5 separate regions of the Mus musculus genome follow, and regions 2, 3, 4 and 5 are each linked to region 1. Evidence: chromatin contacts called from public HiChIP or PLAC-seq and capture Hi-C data. All regions are on one chromosome and are shown on one strand. The core of a region is the stretch at or near the end of the contact, and the rest is flanking DNA. Distances in the headings are between cores, read along the strand shown.

The links. HiChIP or PLAC-seq counts read pairs in DNA pulled down with a chosen protein or histone mark. Capture Hi-C pulls out chosen DNA fragments and counts their contacts.
Region 2: an H3K4me3 HiChIP or PLAC-seq map of bone marrow-derived macrophages shows a contact between it and region 1, with 6 times the contacts expected there. The contact joins the enhancer-like site here to the promoter of Etv3 in region 1. A contact is called at or near these places in 1 of 39 promoter capture datasets (embryonic stem cells), 1 of 484 Hi-C or Micro-C datasets (bone marrow-derived macrophages), 6 of 115 datasets of contacts at active chromatin or transcription factors (bone marrow-derived macrophages, embryonic stem cells and microglia) and 3 of 9 other capture datasets (adipose tissue, liver and macrophages).
Region 3: an H3K4me3 HiChIP or PLAC-seq map of bone marrow-derived macrophages shows a contact between it and region 1, with 3 times the contacts expected there. The contact joins the enhancer-like site here to the promoter of Etv3 in region 1. A contact is called at or near these places in 1 of 39 promoter capture datasets (pre-B cells), 1 of 484 Hi-C or Micro-C datasets (bone marrow-derived macrophages) and 6 of 115 datasets of contacts at active chromatin or transcription factors (acute myeloid leukemia, bone marrow-derived macrophages, embryonic stem cells and 2 more).
Region 4: a contact with region 1 is called in an H3K4me3 HiChIP or PLAC-seq map of embryonic stem cells, with 3 times the contacts expected there. The contact joins the promoter of Lrrc71 here to the promoter of Etv3 in region 1. A contact is called at or near these places in 1 of 39 promoter capture datasets (embryonic stem cells), 3 of 484 Hi-C or Micro-C datasets (embryonic stem cells, group 2 innate lymphoid cells and nephron progenitors), 6 of 115 datasets of contacts at active chromatin or transcription factors (embryonic stem cells, large pre-B cells, memory CD8 T cells and 1 more) and 1 of 9 other capture datasets (embryonic stem cells).
Region 5: a contact with region 1 is called in a capture Hi-C map of macrophages, with 4 times the contacts expected there. The contact joins the promoter of Cd5l here to the promoter of Etv3 in region 1. A contact is called at or near these places in 1 of 39 promoter capture datasets (pre-B cells), 1 of 115 datasets of contacts at active chromatin or transcription factors (bone marrow-derived macrophages) and 2 of 9 other capture datasets (liver and macrophages).

The regions. Positions count from the first base shown.
Region 1 is chr3:87,524,026-87,527,009 of GRCm38.p6, reverse strand. Etv3 (ets variant 3) reads right to left here and starts at 1,432. Exons shown (of 5, transcript NM_001083318.2): 1 at 1,351-1,432.
Region 2 is chr3:87,272,992-87,275,975 of GRCm38.p6, reverse strand. No RefSeq gene overlaps it. Among named protein-coding and RNA genes, the nearest start is that of Fcrls, 11 kb to the right of the region's middle. Within about 2 kb of position 1,400, at least 12 of the 459 cell types and tissues checked have an H3K27ac peak or open chromatin away from gene starts, as enhancers often do. A contact at or near this core is called in bone marrow-derived macrophages and microglia, where this site is marked.
Region 3 is chr3:87,298,494-87,301,477 of GRCm38.p6, reverse strand. Gm31879 (a long non-coding RNA gene) reads right to left here. Exons shown (of 3, transcript XR_375779.2): 3 at 571-674. Among named protein-coding and RNA genes, the nearest start is that of Gm31879, 9.6 kb to the right of the region's middle. Within about 2 kb of position 1,382, at least 4 of the 459 cell types and tissues checked have an H3K27ac peak or open chromatin away from gene starts, as enhancers often do. A contact at or near this core is called in bone marrow-derived macrophages and microglia, where this site is marked.
Region 4 is chr3:87,747,033-87,750,016 of GRCm38.p6, reverse strand. It overlaps Lrrc71 (leucine rich repeat containing 71), which reads left to right and starts at 1,394. Exons shown (of 15, transcript NM_028971.1): 1 at 1,394-1,712. The coding sequence starts at 1,553. It overlaps Pear1 (platelet endothelial aggregation receptor 1), which reads left to right. Exons shown (of 25, transcript NM_152799.2): 25 at 1-920.
Region 5 is chr3:87,356,422-87,359,405 of GRCm38.p6, reverse strand. Cd5l (CD5 antigen-like) reads right to left here and starts at 1,525. Exons shown (of 6, transcript NM_009690.2): 1 at 1,377-1,525. The coding sequence starts at 1,404.

The DNA of each region.
Region 1 (2,984 bases), core at 183-2,682:
GTGTAAACACTGTCCTTAATATCTGCTTTCTTCCTTGTGACCAACCGACCCTCCGACATAAGAGAGGGAAGGGAACAGTGAAAGAAGTCCAAAACGGCAGCAAAAGCAAGCCACACAGTTTGTTTTCTGTTGGTAGACAAGCCCAGATGCCAAGATACACAAGCCTGAATTCACCCAGACACACCAACTTAAGAAGTGGGAGAAAAAAAAAAATCCAAATCCCCTATTCAAAAAGGAACATCCGATCCTACGTATTTCTTGAATTGTGTGAGAAGGACATCTTCCAGTCAGAAACTGGGCTCACCTTCCAACAGTATTCTGAGATACAGAAAGTAAACATGTCCTGTGTACAGCCACTCCATACAAGAAACATGTCACTTTCCTAAAATTTTGTGAAAAAAAATGTTATGCCATCTACTTAACAGGGAAATAAAAAGGGTAAAGTAGGTACTTCAGATCGCCTGGCCGGTGGAGGAAGGCATCTTGCTAGGATCTGAATTCATTCCATGCAGATTTATAGTTCCTCAATAAATTTCCCGTTCCCAGCAGCAGACAGCTTTGTGTCAGTCCTTCAGCGAATAGGAGGAGAGGGTGAAACTGACCGGGAATGACGGAGGAGGAGAGACCTGACTTACTCTCATTACCCTGCAGGGTGGACAGCCCCCGGCACCAACCAGAGCAGGTCTGGAGCAACTGCAGGTGCTTCAGAGGCCCCAGGGTGGGGTGGGACAAATTCCTAATCTTGGAAATTTCATCTAACCTAGAATTCCTCTAGGTGTTCTGCATTTTCGTTGACGACAAATACACTAAGGAGAACAGTAAGTTTCAGTCCATGACAACCCTCGGGATCCAGGAGCTGACAAATGGCTCAAGGAAAGAGGCAACAGACAGACAGTGGCACACACAGGATATACACAAGTAACAAGGCACCAGGGCTGGGCAGAGCTTCCTCTCCCATTTCCGTGATGATGGGGTTGAAGAGACACCGATTTCTCCAAGGCTCTGGGACACTGTCCGGGACTAACTCCTACCCTGCGCTGTCGGATCGCAGGGCCCTTTCCCTGCTCCAGAACACCCTTCAGCCTGGTGTCCGTGGGCTCGCGCTGGCCGACGCCCGAGCCGGGCACCCTCTCCTCGATCCTCCGGCCCCCGATGTGCCCATCCAGCCCCTCGGAGCCCGCAGGCGCGTCTGCAGGTGTTCGCGACTCCCCCAGGGCGCTCGGTCACCCTCCCGGCCTGCGGCGGGGCTCGCCGCTCCCGCTGGTCCGCAGCGGCTTCCACGGCCGCCCTCATCCGCGTCCCTTCCGTCCTGCCCGCGCGGGCCGCGACCGCCGACGCCACCAGTCTCACCTCTCCGGCGCCGTCCGTCTCCACTCGGGCTCCTCCGCGGCAGCTCGGGCTCCTCCTCATCCACCCAGAAGGAAGTGACTCCGCGGCGGCTTTCGTCACTTCCACTCTGGGCCAGGGTGGGAGGGGGCGGTGTCGTGAGCGGCACGGCTTCCGCCCAGAAGGTACCGGTGCCCCTCCGTGGCTCGGAGGCCGCGGGGCTGGAACCCTCTGCAGAAGGAAGGCTCTTCCGCGCTGACAGGAGCACAGGAGCTTCAGAGGCACGTGCGAAGTTGGCCTTGCCTTGCACTGTTCCATTTTTAGTCCTGATCTGCCTCGTCCAAGTGTTACAGCGTGCACGACTTTGCCATTCAAACACCGCTCCCCCCTCCCTTTCCCTTTGCCTTTTGTTCCCGATTAAGCAATTACAATTTTGTCCCAGACAAATTTTGTTCAAGAGTTAGTGATAAGGGATGTGAAATCAGCTTCCGTAATTCCAAATGGTTCCCAGCCCTAGTTTCCCTCCAGAGGCAGTGTTGGGACCAGTAAAGGTTAAGTGGATGAGAGTGAAAAGTGGTGAAAAGTGGGGGAAGGCGAAGATGAGAGGCAGAATTGAAGTCTTCATCGAGTGCACGAGTGCGTAGCAACAACTTTATGCAATCACAACCTTTCCCTCCTGGGAACGACACAGAACATGGAAGTCTTACCATGATTTGTATCAAAGGTTGGCTTCTAGCTTTGGATATGCCTATTAGCACCTCCCTTCCCAGACTGGCCAATGAATTTGTAATTATCTCATGCTGTACTTGTGTGTGTAGGATTATAGGTATATACTACCACAACTGGCCTTCTGGCTTCTACTACTGTTTTGTTTGTTTTGCCAGAGGTCTTGACAATGTATCTCTGACTGCCCTAGAAAGCACTATGTAGAGACCCAGGTTGGCCTCGAACTCACAGAGATCTGCCTGCCTCTGCCTCACACTTGTTGGGATTAAAGATATGTGTCACAATGCAAGACTAATAATTGATAGTTCTTGAGGTCTTGAGATAAGTTCAGTACTCAGTATGGCCTAAGGTTACCTTACCTGCTTAAAAAGGAAGGACTAGTGTTGGTGAGGTCTAGTTTTCCCGCCCCTTCTAGTTTGAAAGTCAGTAAAATGAACAAAATTTAAATACCATTGAGAGGATTAGAAATATGAGCACTCTGAGCATAGAAATTGCTTTATAATGGTTTCCATCTTCTGTCCAGTCTAGAACACCATTTTCTATGTTTGGGTCTACAGAACAAATGCTAGGGTTTAGCCGAATCAGCAGTTCTCGACCTGTGGGTTGACCCCCTTTAGTAAGCCCCTATGTCTAAACCTATTTACATTGCAATTCATAACAGTAGCAAAATTACAGTTATGAAGTAGGAACGGAAATAATTTTATGGTTGGGGTCACCACAACATGAGGAACTGTATTAAAGGGTCACAGCATTAGGAAGGCTGAGAACCACCGAGCGAAATGAACATAACATTTTAGTCCTCTTGCCTTCAACTACTGATGGGCTTTGTTACCTCGGTTAAGTAGTCACTGTCACTTCCTCTTCTGTTTGAATGTAGTATTTTTGGAGTATTCCCGTGGACACCTTTAGATGTTTAGTAGTATCTTATTGCG
Region 2 (2,984 bases), core at 151-2,650, 250 kb after region 1:
CAGTATGTATGATTAGGACAGGTTAAACACTAGGGACCTTTAGAGTAACAGTGTAATTAAATATCCTCTTGTGGTAACCAGGCAAAACTACAAAACTGTACTTGATACTCTCATACAGATGAATGCACAAATAATAAAAACAAATGCAAATATTAACTGGTGAAGTGTTAACTAAGCACAGTGGGTAATTGTTAGATTTTCAGGAAGGGATGGAAAAAGAGGAAGTTAGAAAAGATCTGAGAGGAATCTTCTTTATGCGTGAAGAATACTGTACGGGGCTGAAGAAGAGGCTTCAGTCTCAGCAGACAGGTGTACCCACTCTTAAATGTTTCCAGAGTATGGGAGAGGTTCTACATCACAGAGCAGCAGGCTTGGTTAGTATGTGATCTGTGCTAAGTGCCTGCAGTCATTGCCTGCATCTCCTTCCCAGATAGCGGGAGTAAGGGGAACATTCAGCTCTTTCCTAGAACAGTGAATGTCCGTTGGTCATCCCTAGCATTGCCTGGAGGGAAAGGAGGCTGCAGGGAGTATTCTCATATCCCCGGGCCCTCTGGATGGAACGCAGAAGGCCATGGTTCTAAGCTACATCTTTAGCAGTATTCTGGACTTGATGTGTACTATAGTTATAGAAAATACTACTGACATGCAGCAGGTTGGGCAGAAGGTACATGGAACTTTGTGCTTTTTAAATAATTTGCCCAAATTTATAATTATAAATTTTTAAAAATGAAACTAAATGTGCAGCAATCAGAAGGGCCGCTACACAGAGAAGCACTGTCTTGAAAAGAGAAGATTGGTAACAATAAGCCCACCTTAAATAGGAATTGTAGAATGCCTTAATGTCAGGGATGAAAAAGAGATGTTCTATAGAGACAATGGCATATATTCATAACCAAATTCACTCACCTATCACATTACCCTAAGGGCAGTATGCAAATCTTTTAAATCTCTGCTATAAAGAACAAAATTCAGCGGGGCAGGTGGCACACGCCTTTAATCCCAGCACTCGGGAGGCAGAGGCAGAGGCAGGCGGATTTCTGAGTTCGAGGCCAGCCTGGTCTACAAAGTGAGTTCCAGGACAGCCAGGGCTACACAGAGAAACCCTGTCTCAAAAAAAATAAAATAAAATAAAAACAATCAAAAGAACAAAAGTCAAAATGCCCAATAGTGAATTACAGATACAATTTAATATACATATTAAAAAATGCAAACTATCATATAAAAAGATTGTATGTGGAAAATTCTAGAATATTTGCCTGAAGCCAAATGTAAACTGTGACCAACCAGATTAAACACATACTACAACTACGAAATCTTCAAATGGAAGTTACACAGTAACAACAAAGTGATTACTGCAGATAAACAAATAAGAGAGGAAACAGCTTAGCATTTCCCCAGGCCACAAAAACCACAGGCCCGAGTGGCAAAAGAGGAAGACAGGAAGAAAGGCTGCATAAAGCTATTAGAAAACTGCACAAAAATGGCAGAAGTAAGTCCCAAGAGTCCCAAGATCTCTACCTAAAGGAAACAAAATCAGGTAATGGACTAACCACAAGACCAACTTTATATTGTCTGAAGATATGAGCTTTGCCTGAAAAGACACATAAGCTAAAGGTGAAGGCGTAGAGAATCACACGCAAGTGAGAAGAACCAGAAGCGAGTCTGGAGACTTATAACTGATGGGCCAGACTTCACATTTTACATGTGCTTTATAAAAAGAGCGGGAAAAGGTAAGCTGTGGCCTGACACCTGTAAAGATGTCAACTCATTAAGACAAGAGAATGTAACAATGATAAGTATATATTCACTCAATGTCAGAGAATCCAAGTATACACAAGAAATGTTAGATCTAAAGGAAGGCCTGGGTTGTAATATAAACAGTACACGTACTGGTCCATTTGTTTGTTTGTTTGCTTTGCTTTGTTGTTGTTGTTGTTGTTGTTGTTGTTGTTACTGTTTTCCAAGCTAGACCCAATCTTGGGTCATCTGAGAAGAGGGAACCTCAAGTAAGGAAATGTCCCATCAGATTGGCCTATAGGCATGACTGTGGAGGTGTTTCCTTGATCAATGGCTGATGTAGAAGAGCCCAGTCCACAGTGGGAAGTGCTGTTGCTGGGCAGGTGCTCCTGGAGTGTCCAAGAAAGCAAACTGAGCAAGCCATGGGGAACAAGCTGTAGTAAATAGCATTCTTCTATGACCCCTGCTCCGGATCCTGTTTCCAGGTTTCTGTCCTGAGCTCATGTCCTGACTTTTCTTCATGAATGCTGTAAGTTATAATGTAAAATGAACCCTTTCCTCCCCAAGTTGCTTTTGGTAGTTAGTGTTTTATCACAGCAACAGAAATCTAGCTAAGATAGCAGGAGGCTTCAACATCCTATGATCAGCAATTGAAACAGTATCCAGACATTAAAACCAACAAAGAAAGAACACATACAAACTCTACTATAACACCATGTAACAGGCATTTGCAGAATATTCCACCAAAACCAGCATGACACGTGTTCTTCCCAAGTGCACATGAGACATTCTCCAGATTGGACCCACTAAGGCCACAAACCAGTGGACAAACTTAAGGATCTCTAAGCCATTTCAAGCGTCTCTTTGGAGCACAATGGAATACAATTTGGGGAGAGTTGTTAGAAGAACTAAGAGACCTTTCAAAATGTACAGAATTCAAGCAATATGCTCCTGAGTGGCTAGTAGCATTTAAAACTTAGAGATAAGTTGAATAGAAACAAAACATATCAAACCCTGCAGGAAACAACACCAAAAAACTTCTAAACTGGACCTGGTACCACATGTCTCTCACCTCAGCCCTTGGCAGGCTAAGGCAAAGTGATGACAATTTTAAGTCAAGCCTGAAGCACATAGAGCACTGTCTCAAAACATCAGTAAGGAAGTTCTAAGAGAGACGCTGGGGTCAATTCGCCCCTGCATCAGAAAAGGAAGGAAAATGGAGCTGAGGCAGGAGACTGTGAGTTTGA
Region 3 (2,984 bases), core at 133-2,632, 230 kb after region 1:
CTCACACCTTGCTGTTTCCTCGGAAAAGTGTTGGGCAAATTTGCTTGCCTTGACTAAAAGCTGTTCCTTGCAGTCACTCAGAGCTGACACCCAAGTTTGTGAAATGAGTTGCCAGGTTTTTACCACTCTGAGGCTTCTTATTATGAAGTGAGGATCTTAGCATTCATGGACAGTAAAATCAACCAGCTGGGACTCTGTGGGGTTTTTTTTGTTTTGTTTTGTTTTTTGGTTTGGTTTGGTTTTGAGGTTTTTGTTTTGTTTTGTTTGTTTGTTTTTTGACAGGGTCTCACTATGTTTCCCTGGCTGGCCTGAAGCTCACCATGTAGAGCAGGCTGACCTTGAACTCACAAGAGATTCATCTGCCTCCTGTTTTGAGTGCTGGGATTGAATGTGTGGGCCACCATGCCCTGTTCTGTCCTTTTTTTTTCCTTTTCTTTTTTAAATGTGTATTAATGTTTTCACTTTACTTAATTCTGTGTAGTATGTGCATGCTTGGTGACTATGAAGTCCAGAAAAGGTGTCAGATCCCTTGGAACTGGAGTAAGAGGTAGTTATGAGTCCCCTGACTCATGTGGGTGCTGGCAACCAAACTCAGGTCCTCTGCAAGAGCAGTACTCACTTTTAACCTCGAAGCCATCACTTTAGCTCCAATGATTAGATTTCAGAAAGATCCCCTGGAGAAGAAAATAAATATTGTAGTATACAGAGATGTTTCCAGCAGTGCATGGTGAGCTGAGCTGTATGAAGCATAAATATTGATCTCAATGCACAGCAAAAGTCAGAAAGCAGCATAGAGGAAGACACAAAACAAACATCTGGGTGGGGATCCACACACAAGAATCATTTACAGATTTGTTCCAATAAATCTTTAAAACTCCTCTCTCATCAGGGAGTGGAGAATTTAGCAATACATCAGCGGCAATACTGCAGGTTTAAGTTAACAAACTTATACTGTTGATGATGCTCAGGTTTCTCCCTTTGACCATTGATGGGAAGCCCTTGCCCCAGTCATCTACAGAAGCTCACTGAATGCAGAGACGTTTGTGTCAATTAGTTGAATGGGCCATGAGTAAATAGGATATCTAAAAACAAAACAAACAAAAGCCAGGAGAGAAAAGCAAATTAATTTCCCTATGTCTCCAAGAACTGCATTCTGCAAACTTCCCTGTCTTCATACATTGTGATGAGCAGTTATGGCCTCACACCTTTAGATGACTTCTCTGCCAGCCTTCTTCAGCCTCAGGGAATTGATTCCCTGTTTCAGAATAAAAAGCAAGCCAGGCATACAGGTATCTCAGTAGCCACTGCAATCAGAAGCCAGTCCTAGTCCCCATGCAAAGGCACCATGGAGTGCCTGTCTTCTCCCGCAGGCCTCGAACTTCCTCATATCAAGCAATATTTTTAGAGCAAACAAGTGCCAAGTGCAGACATCTGAGGACACGGGGGAGGCCACAATAGCGGGAAATAAGTGACATGGATTTCAGCAGCCTCTGCCATCATCATTGTCATCCCGGTCAGTGTGTCACAGTGCAGCAGGAATTGAAATGCTCTAGCATCCATTCATCTGTCTGTCTGTCTGTCTGCCTGTGCCTGCCTGCCTGTCTGTCTGTCTGTCATCTATCTATAATCTATCTACCATCCATCTATCATGTATCATCTATCTATTATCTATGATCTATCATCTATCTATCTATTTATCTATCTATCTATCTATCTATCTATCTATCTATCTATCTACCTATCTATCATCTATTTCTATCTCTGTTTTTTGCTTTTCAAGGTAGGGTTTTTCTCTTTGGCCCTTGCTGTTCTGGAACTCACTCTATAAACCAGGCTGGTCTTGAACTCAGAGATCTGTCTGCAAGCCTCTGCCTCTCGAGTGCTGGGATTAGAGGTGTGTGCCATCCATGCATGGTTGAGAAGCTCTCTTTAAGGGAAGTCTAGCTCTACCACAGTTTGCATATCAAGTTCTTTACTCCACTTATGGGCACTTTAAACTTTCTAGGGCAGTAGATCTCAACCTCCCTGATGCTGTGACCCTTTAATACAGATCTTCATGTTGTGGTGACCCCAACCACAAAATTATTTTCATTGTTACTTCTTAACTAGCAACTGTAACTTTGCTACTGTTATGAATCATGGTATCTGTGTTTTCTGATGGTCTTAAGTGACCCACGAATGGGTCGTTCAAGGTCACAGCCTACAAGTTGAGAACCTCTGGGTAGCGTCACTCACTACTCAGGACACAGAGAATCACAGACTCTCCATTCCTCCTGAGGAACAGCACCACACAACCTCCCAAGAGAAGTCTTCTTAAGTCATCTATTTTATGACCTTGTTTTCCCTCAGGCTTGATGTGCTCAAGAACAGCATGACAGTGCCCCATGTCACAGTCCCTCCTACCTGTGCGCTTTCCTAACTTCCTTCTCCCTTACCTTTGTTGGGCTTATGCTTTCCCCCCAAATTGTCAACAATTTACCTCCTATTCCAGGCTGAGTTTTAGAAAACACAGACTATTGTACTATTATATTCCCTCTGGCATTTTCTTTTTTAAACCTAAATTTGAATTTCTGCCACTCACAAGAATCATAACTTATCAAAACCAAATATAGATGTCTTGACCTCTGTCCATCACATTTTATAATTTTTCTTTGTGGCATATATCAATTATAATTCTTAATAGCTGTGGTGGTTTGAATAGCTATAAACCCCTAGAGTCTTGCAAAATATTTGATCACACTGTGACCCCCAAGATTGTGTTGTTTCCTGGGAAAACCTGTTTCTAGTCCTGGTGTGGCTCCACCTTAGCATATACTTCTAATCCCTCTGGCTGGAATACAGACACGCCCTTGGTATACACCTTTAACCTCAAACAACAAAGGTAAAATTAGTTTGTAGAAGGAAGCAGCCATGTTTGAAAATGATTTCTAATTGAGCGGCAGACAAAGTGATGAATCAGAGAAAGATTTGTTTTATGGATATGC
Region 4 (2,984 bases), core at 145-2,644, 220 kb before region 1:
AGACACTAGTTGACAAAGTGTCTAACCCTCTTTTCCCACCCACTGCTCAAGTCCCTGTGGACATAAGCTGGTGGGCAGAATGTTGTTGTACAAGTGTGATTTTAGATCGATTTTTTTTAAAAGTATGTGTTGGGTACCTTTTCTGTGTGTATGCTCAGGCAGGCTGTGTGTGTCTCTAGTTGGCTTTAGAGGGAGTCAGGTATAGGTTCTGCCTTCTGCACTTTCCATCTTATCTAGTAGTCAGCTTCCAAGCTTAACTAGTTAGAGCTCCACCAGCAGCAGGCCCTAACTACCTGCCTGCCCTTCACCCAGTAATCCTCCATGTCTTTGCTCAGAGGATTGCTCCCCGACTCTGGTGTTTGTCCTCCTGGTACGCCTTGACGGTCCTGCAGTCTCCCTTTCCCGTCTCGCTTCATTCTTTCCCAGAATGAAGGCTGTCTGCCACCCTACTTCCCAGCCCAGGAATTGGCACATCTAAGTTCAGCCTTCCTAAGTTACCCGTTGAGTCCTGCTTGCCCTTCACATATTCCACAGAACACCCACCCCACATCTGCTTCATAGCTACTCTCTTCTCCACGTACCCACAGAAGGCAGAAGTGGTACCAGGCAAGAAGATGGGATTGTTGCATTTTGTTTTGTTTTTGAGACTCTGTCTCACTATGTAGTCCTGGCTGGCCTGGAACTCAAGAGCTCTGCTTGCCTCTGCCTCTTGAGTGCTGGGTTTAACGGCTCAGGGTCACATGCACAGCTCAAGCTGCACTCCGATGTGCTTTCCCCTGTTGCTAGATTAGCGTCTGCCTCCCCCTAGTGGAGAGGCTGATCGCCAGCTCTCTGATGCAGGACTCTGGTGTTTAGGCTCACTCACTATTGGTTTCCTTGGCACAGGGTAGTCACTCAATAAATGTTCCTCTAAAAGCTGAGTGGCTGAATCAAAGTACCAGCAATACCGTGTCCCCAGTGTCCCCCAGAGCCTAGTTTGGAGCTCTCCTCAGAGATAGAGTCTCAGCAGAGAGCAGCATCCGTGCTGCTGTGGTACTGAATGAGGAGCCAAGCAACTCAAAGGGGCCCGGGATGGCGAAATGGTAAAGATGGGACCTCCTAGATCAAACCAGCAGACAAGCCTCCAGACCTCCAGGGAGCTGAGGAGAGCTGGCAAAGAACTCAGCATAGCCCGAGCCCTTACCACTTGGGCCCTTCACAAGGCACTCTCTCTCCCCTACAACCTTCTAGCTCAGTGCGTTGTCCTCTCCCCCCACAACCTCCTCTGCGAGTACAGAGAGTACAGACCATTAGGGCCCTAGCTGCACTGCCCTAGATTCCACGCATCTATGCCCTACGCCTAGCCACGCCCACTGGCTCTGGCTCTGGCAGAGTCAGGGGCCTCCACGTGCACTCTTTGCCCGTTGCTCCGGCCACAGCCCCACCCAATCAGGCTGGGTTGCCCTGGAGAGGGCAGTCGCGGAGTCGCTTGGCTGAGTGGAGATCCTAGGGGTGAGGCCCACAGAGTCCCGTTTCATCTTGCCTCTCACTCGAGGGGTCCAAAAGCACCCCTATGTCAAGTGAGCCAAGCACTACAGGGACCTCACCCAGGACTCCGCGTCCTGGGGCCCAGAAGTCATCCGGAGCAGTAACCAAGAAGGGGGATCGGGCTGCTAAAGATAAGACAGCAAGCACCCTGCCCCCGGTGGGAGAGGACGAGCCAAAAAATCCGGGTATGCTGGCGGGGCAGGGCTGGATTAATTGGACTTGACGTTTTCTTTTTTTTTCTTTTTTAAAATTAAAACTGGTCAGCAACTTGCTCTACAGACTAGGCTGACCCCGAACTCAGAGGTCTACCTATCTCCTCCGAGATCAAATGTGGATCAGCACATCCCACCTCCTCAGGGGTTGGTCTTAAAGAGTACACATTGCCTGGGGAAGCTGACGTGCACTGTAAGATGTGACAAGATAGGTCAAAGAAGGCTGAGGCAGTGGTGAGAAGATCCCGTGGGGCTGTGGGAAGGTTTAGGAACACAGCTCTATGGATATTCATTTAGACAACAGTTACTTTTGAGTGTCTTCTCTGTGGCCATGGTCACAGTTGTGCTTTGGCACGCTTAAAGAAAACTATTAAAGTTGGATTAACAGGACCATTGCTTCTCATGTTGCAAGGGACAGAACTCAGTTTGAACCAATTAAGCACAAAAGGGAATGTATCAGAAGGCATCTTGATACAAATTCGATGCTTTTGTTATTAAAGAGGGTCAGGACCCCGTTTTCCTTGCAATGGAAATAAAACACTGGGAAAAGATGCTGCCGGTCTGCCTTTTGCCAGGTGCTGTTTTCCTGTCAGCGCTAGTGCCCAGGGATAGGCAGGGTATAAGGAACTGGAGAAAAAGCATCTTTCATAGGGAAGACAGATAGGCCAGGGTTTGCTGGGCACAGAAAGCCCACACACATACTTGTGATCCCAGCACTCGGGGTACTGAGGCAGGAGGCACTAAGTTCCTTATAGAACAATACATCAAGACAGTGTGACCCAAGGGAGTAAAAGAGAAAAAGAAACGCTGGCTGTGCATGGAGGAGATGGGAAACAGAGATAGGGGCAGCAGAAAGGTGAGTGTGACTCTGAGTAGCCCAGTCCAGGGACGGTGATCATCGGCACAGGACAGTGAAGGTTTGAGAGGGTGTGTTAGGCTCCTGGGAGATGGAGTTGGTGAAGGATGAGGGGGATGGAGAGTCACCCTGCACTGCATGACCGAGTCCCAGGTTTCTAGCCTGGGATGCTAGCTGGGTGGAGATGTGGGAAGAAAGCTGGGAGAAGGGCCGTCCAGTGGCGGGCCTTCAGGTTCGAGGCTCAGCAGGAATGAGAAGTGGCAGGGTGACTACTTTGGGAACTTCCAGGGTGCTGGGATGTTCAAACCTGAGACTCTCTAAGATGGGTCAGAACTCTGACTGAAGAAACACAAAGCAGAAGGCTCTAGCAAGGATGGCCGGCCCGAGCA
Region 5 (2,984 bases), core at 276-2,775, 170 kb after region 1:
ATTCTTAATCTTCATGGTGAAGCCACTCTCAGTCTGAGGCTTTGTATATTACAACTTTCTAAAACTCACTTACACTATGTATATGCATGGTGTAACTTCCCACACAGGACAGGGAAACATTAAAAGGAAAGGGAGTGTAACAAGCTGACACACAGGAGCAGAAATGACACAGTGAGTAAATGACTTGGAGCCTTCTGATGTTGACTGGAGGGATGAGGGCAGTTGTCACAGATCTGAGGACTTTCTGAAGGAAATGAGACTTCAGGTGAGACCTTGAAGGCTCAACAGTAATCCACAAGAGGCAAGGCTAGTGTTGGTTTCTGCATGGTTGTAGAGATGTTTAAGATGTGGTAAAGACCCTTCATCAGACATATATGTCTGAAGCGGAAAGAACAGTGTAGGCTTTAGTGATGCTTTCAGTAATCAAGATACTAAAAATGGATGACACTTATAGGGTAGCAGATCAGCAGACATCACTGGCTATCACATATTAATCACATTATTAAAAGGCTTCTAGAAGGGCATGAACTTGTAGTCCTAGTACTGGATAGACAGAGGAGGGAGACTCCCCAGTGCTCATCGGCCAACCAACCTAGACTGATTGGCCAACTCGGGCCAATGGAATGGTCTCAAAATAAGGTTAACCAGCAACCCAAGTTTTCCCTCTGTTATACACACAAACACACAGACAACATACAAAATCCTTTTTAAAACTTTTTAGGATTTTAACTTCATCTTTACTTTAGAGAGCAAAACTTCAGTGAAGTATGGTAACCTAGAAATTCAGTTAAGAGCCATGACTAAAAATACATGTTTCTTTGCAATTCAAAACTCTAGATTATCCAGTATCTAGACTGACCTTGGGAAAATTAGAGAACCCTGTGAATCATTTCCAGAGGATGCTAGATTAATAGACTAATGAGAGATGGTTATTTTGCAACTCTACTTTCTTTCTTTCAATAAAGACTTTTAAAAAGATAGGGAAAGGATGTTGTCAAAGTCTTATTACAAGAAACAAAATACTCTCAAGGGGTAACTGTGAGCTAGCCAAGCAGATCCCCTGAGAGATGTCCTTTCTCTCCTTGCTCTACCTCACTTCTACCCAACATCCAGTCATTTTTTTAATTGTACATGTGTGTCAAAGGAAAATTTGTGTAGATATAAGGAAATAGACAGAAATCTGACAATCAAGGCAAACTCCAAATATGGCTTTAGGGGGCTTTCTAAGGTTTAGAATAAGTTACCATATATAGAAAACTGCTTTTGAAAGATGCCTGAATCAGGATTGGAGAATATCCTCCTAGTAACATCTCCAGAAAGCCCCAGACACTTGCCTCCTCTGTGACAAGATTAGCCACAGAAGCAGGGACACTCACCCAGCATCAAGTTGAACAATGGAGCCATGGCCCAGGCAGCTGACGATGGAGTGGTGAGACAGGCTGTAGGCCTCAGGCAGTGGTATTTGGTTTGAACACTAGAATAAGGAAGAGAGGCAGGTCCTGTGTGCAGTAGGAGCTTTATCAAATGACCAAAGGCCCAGGGGGTGGGACTGATAGAGCCAGATGTGCTGAGTTCAGCATGGCCAGAGGAAGGGAGGTGACTGAGTGGCCAAGATCCTGAAAAAATGTGGGTGGAGGGAGGCTTTCTTATCATGATTTCATCATACTGAAAGCCTAACTCAACCTGTCTCTGCTTTAGTTTCTGCTCTATGTTAATGAAGAAACAGTCTTCCTAAGGGAAGGTAGATACCCCAGTACAGTCCTCTTTCATTAGAAGCCTAGACCATATTTAGCCTCCATTGAGGGTCTGTGGGGCAATGACTTGACTTCCAAATGTAAGTCACGATTGTGGCATCTATCTCTGTTTTTAGGGATGGCTTTCCTACCTTCAACCAGCTTCCCGAGTGCTGGTCAGAAGCCTAACACATAGTCTGCTTGCTCTCCTAGGGTTTGCTAGTTGTACCCATCTTTGCAACTTGGATGGCCACAAATCCCTGTGGTGAGGGACAGACATCCTTCACTAAACTCAGGTGTTCTTCCAGTCTAAATTATGTTAAAAAACAAATTGAGCCGCATATCCATCAGGATGCTCAGCCCTCTCAAGTCCTCCATTATTAAGCACACCTGCCCTTCAAGAGCTAATTTAGTGGCACATAAAGCTTCAAGCATGGATATAACCTTGGCTCTTTCTAGCAAAGTAAGCTTTCCCCGATGGTGGCATAGCTTAGATTACTTAGCGTGAAACTTGGTTTACCATGGGGTTTAGTTTTAGTCCTTTATCTCTTTGTTTACTTATTTAAAAAAATAGTAAAAGAAGATAATAGTGTCAGTCAGTTCAGAATGGGAAGCCGACACATAATTCAGGGTTTCCTTTGGATGGAAAGTTTATTAAAAAGAGAAGATGCTAAGACCACGAAGGGGCCTTGAGGTGGAAGGGAGAACATTCGAAACAATCATATGAGGATCTAAACTTGATGGAACCTTACAGTGAAGGAGAGGTTTCCCTTTAAAACTTGGAGAAGTTCCATTATGAGTGAGATTGGGGGTGGGGGAGCGGGGCGGGGTTGAGACACTGACAGGGCATGGTGGGAGGAGGCAAAAGGAGCCTGCACAATACCTCTATGAGAAACTCCTTGTGAGGAGGCTCAGGCCCACCCCAAGAACAAAGGAAAGGTCTATCATTCTATAGCCTCTGAGGAGTAGCAGGAAGTCCTACATCACATGAGTTAGTTCATCACAGCAGAGGTGACAAAGGGCATGGAAAGCTGTCAAGTCACAGAACACACTGTTTCTTAACCCTGTCCCAGAGAAAGCTGCATGGCGTTACATGATACAGGCTTTGGGGTCTGGTCTAAAGGTGCAGGCCCATGTTCTAACAATCGTTTTCTCCAAAAACAGTTTTCAGCAGCCTTGAATCTCCAGAGGATGTGTTGAAGGAAGAGAGTGACCAGGGCTGGCTTGGAACCCCAAAAGAATAAGTCATAA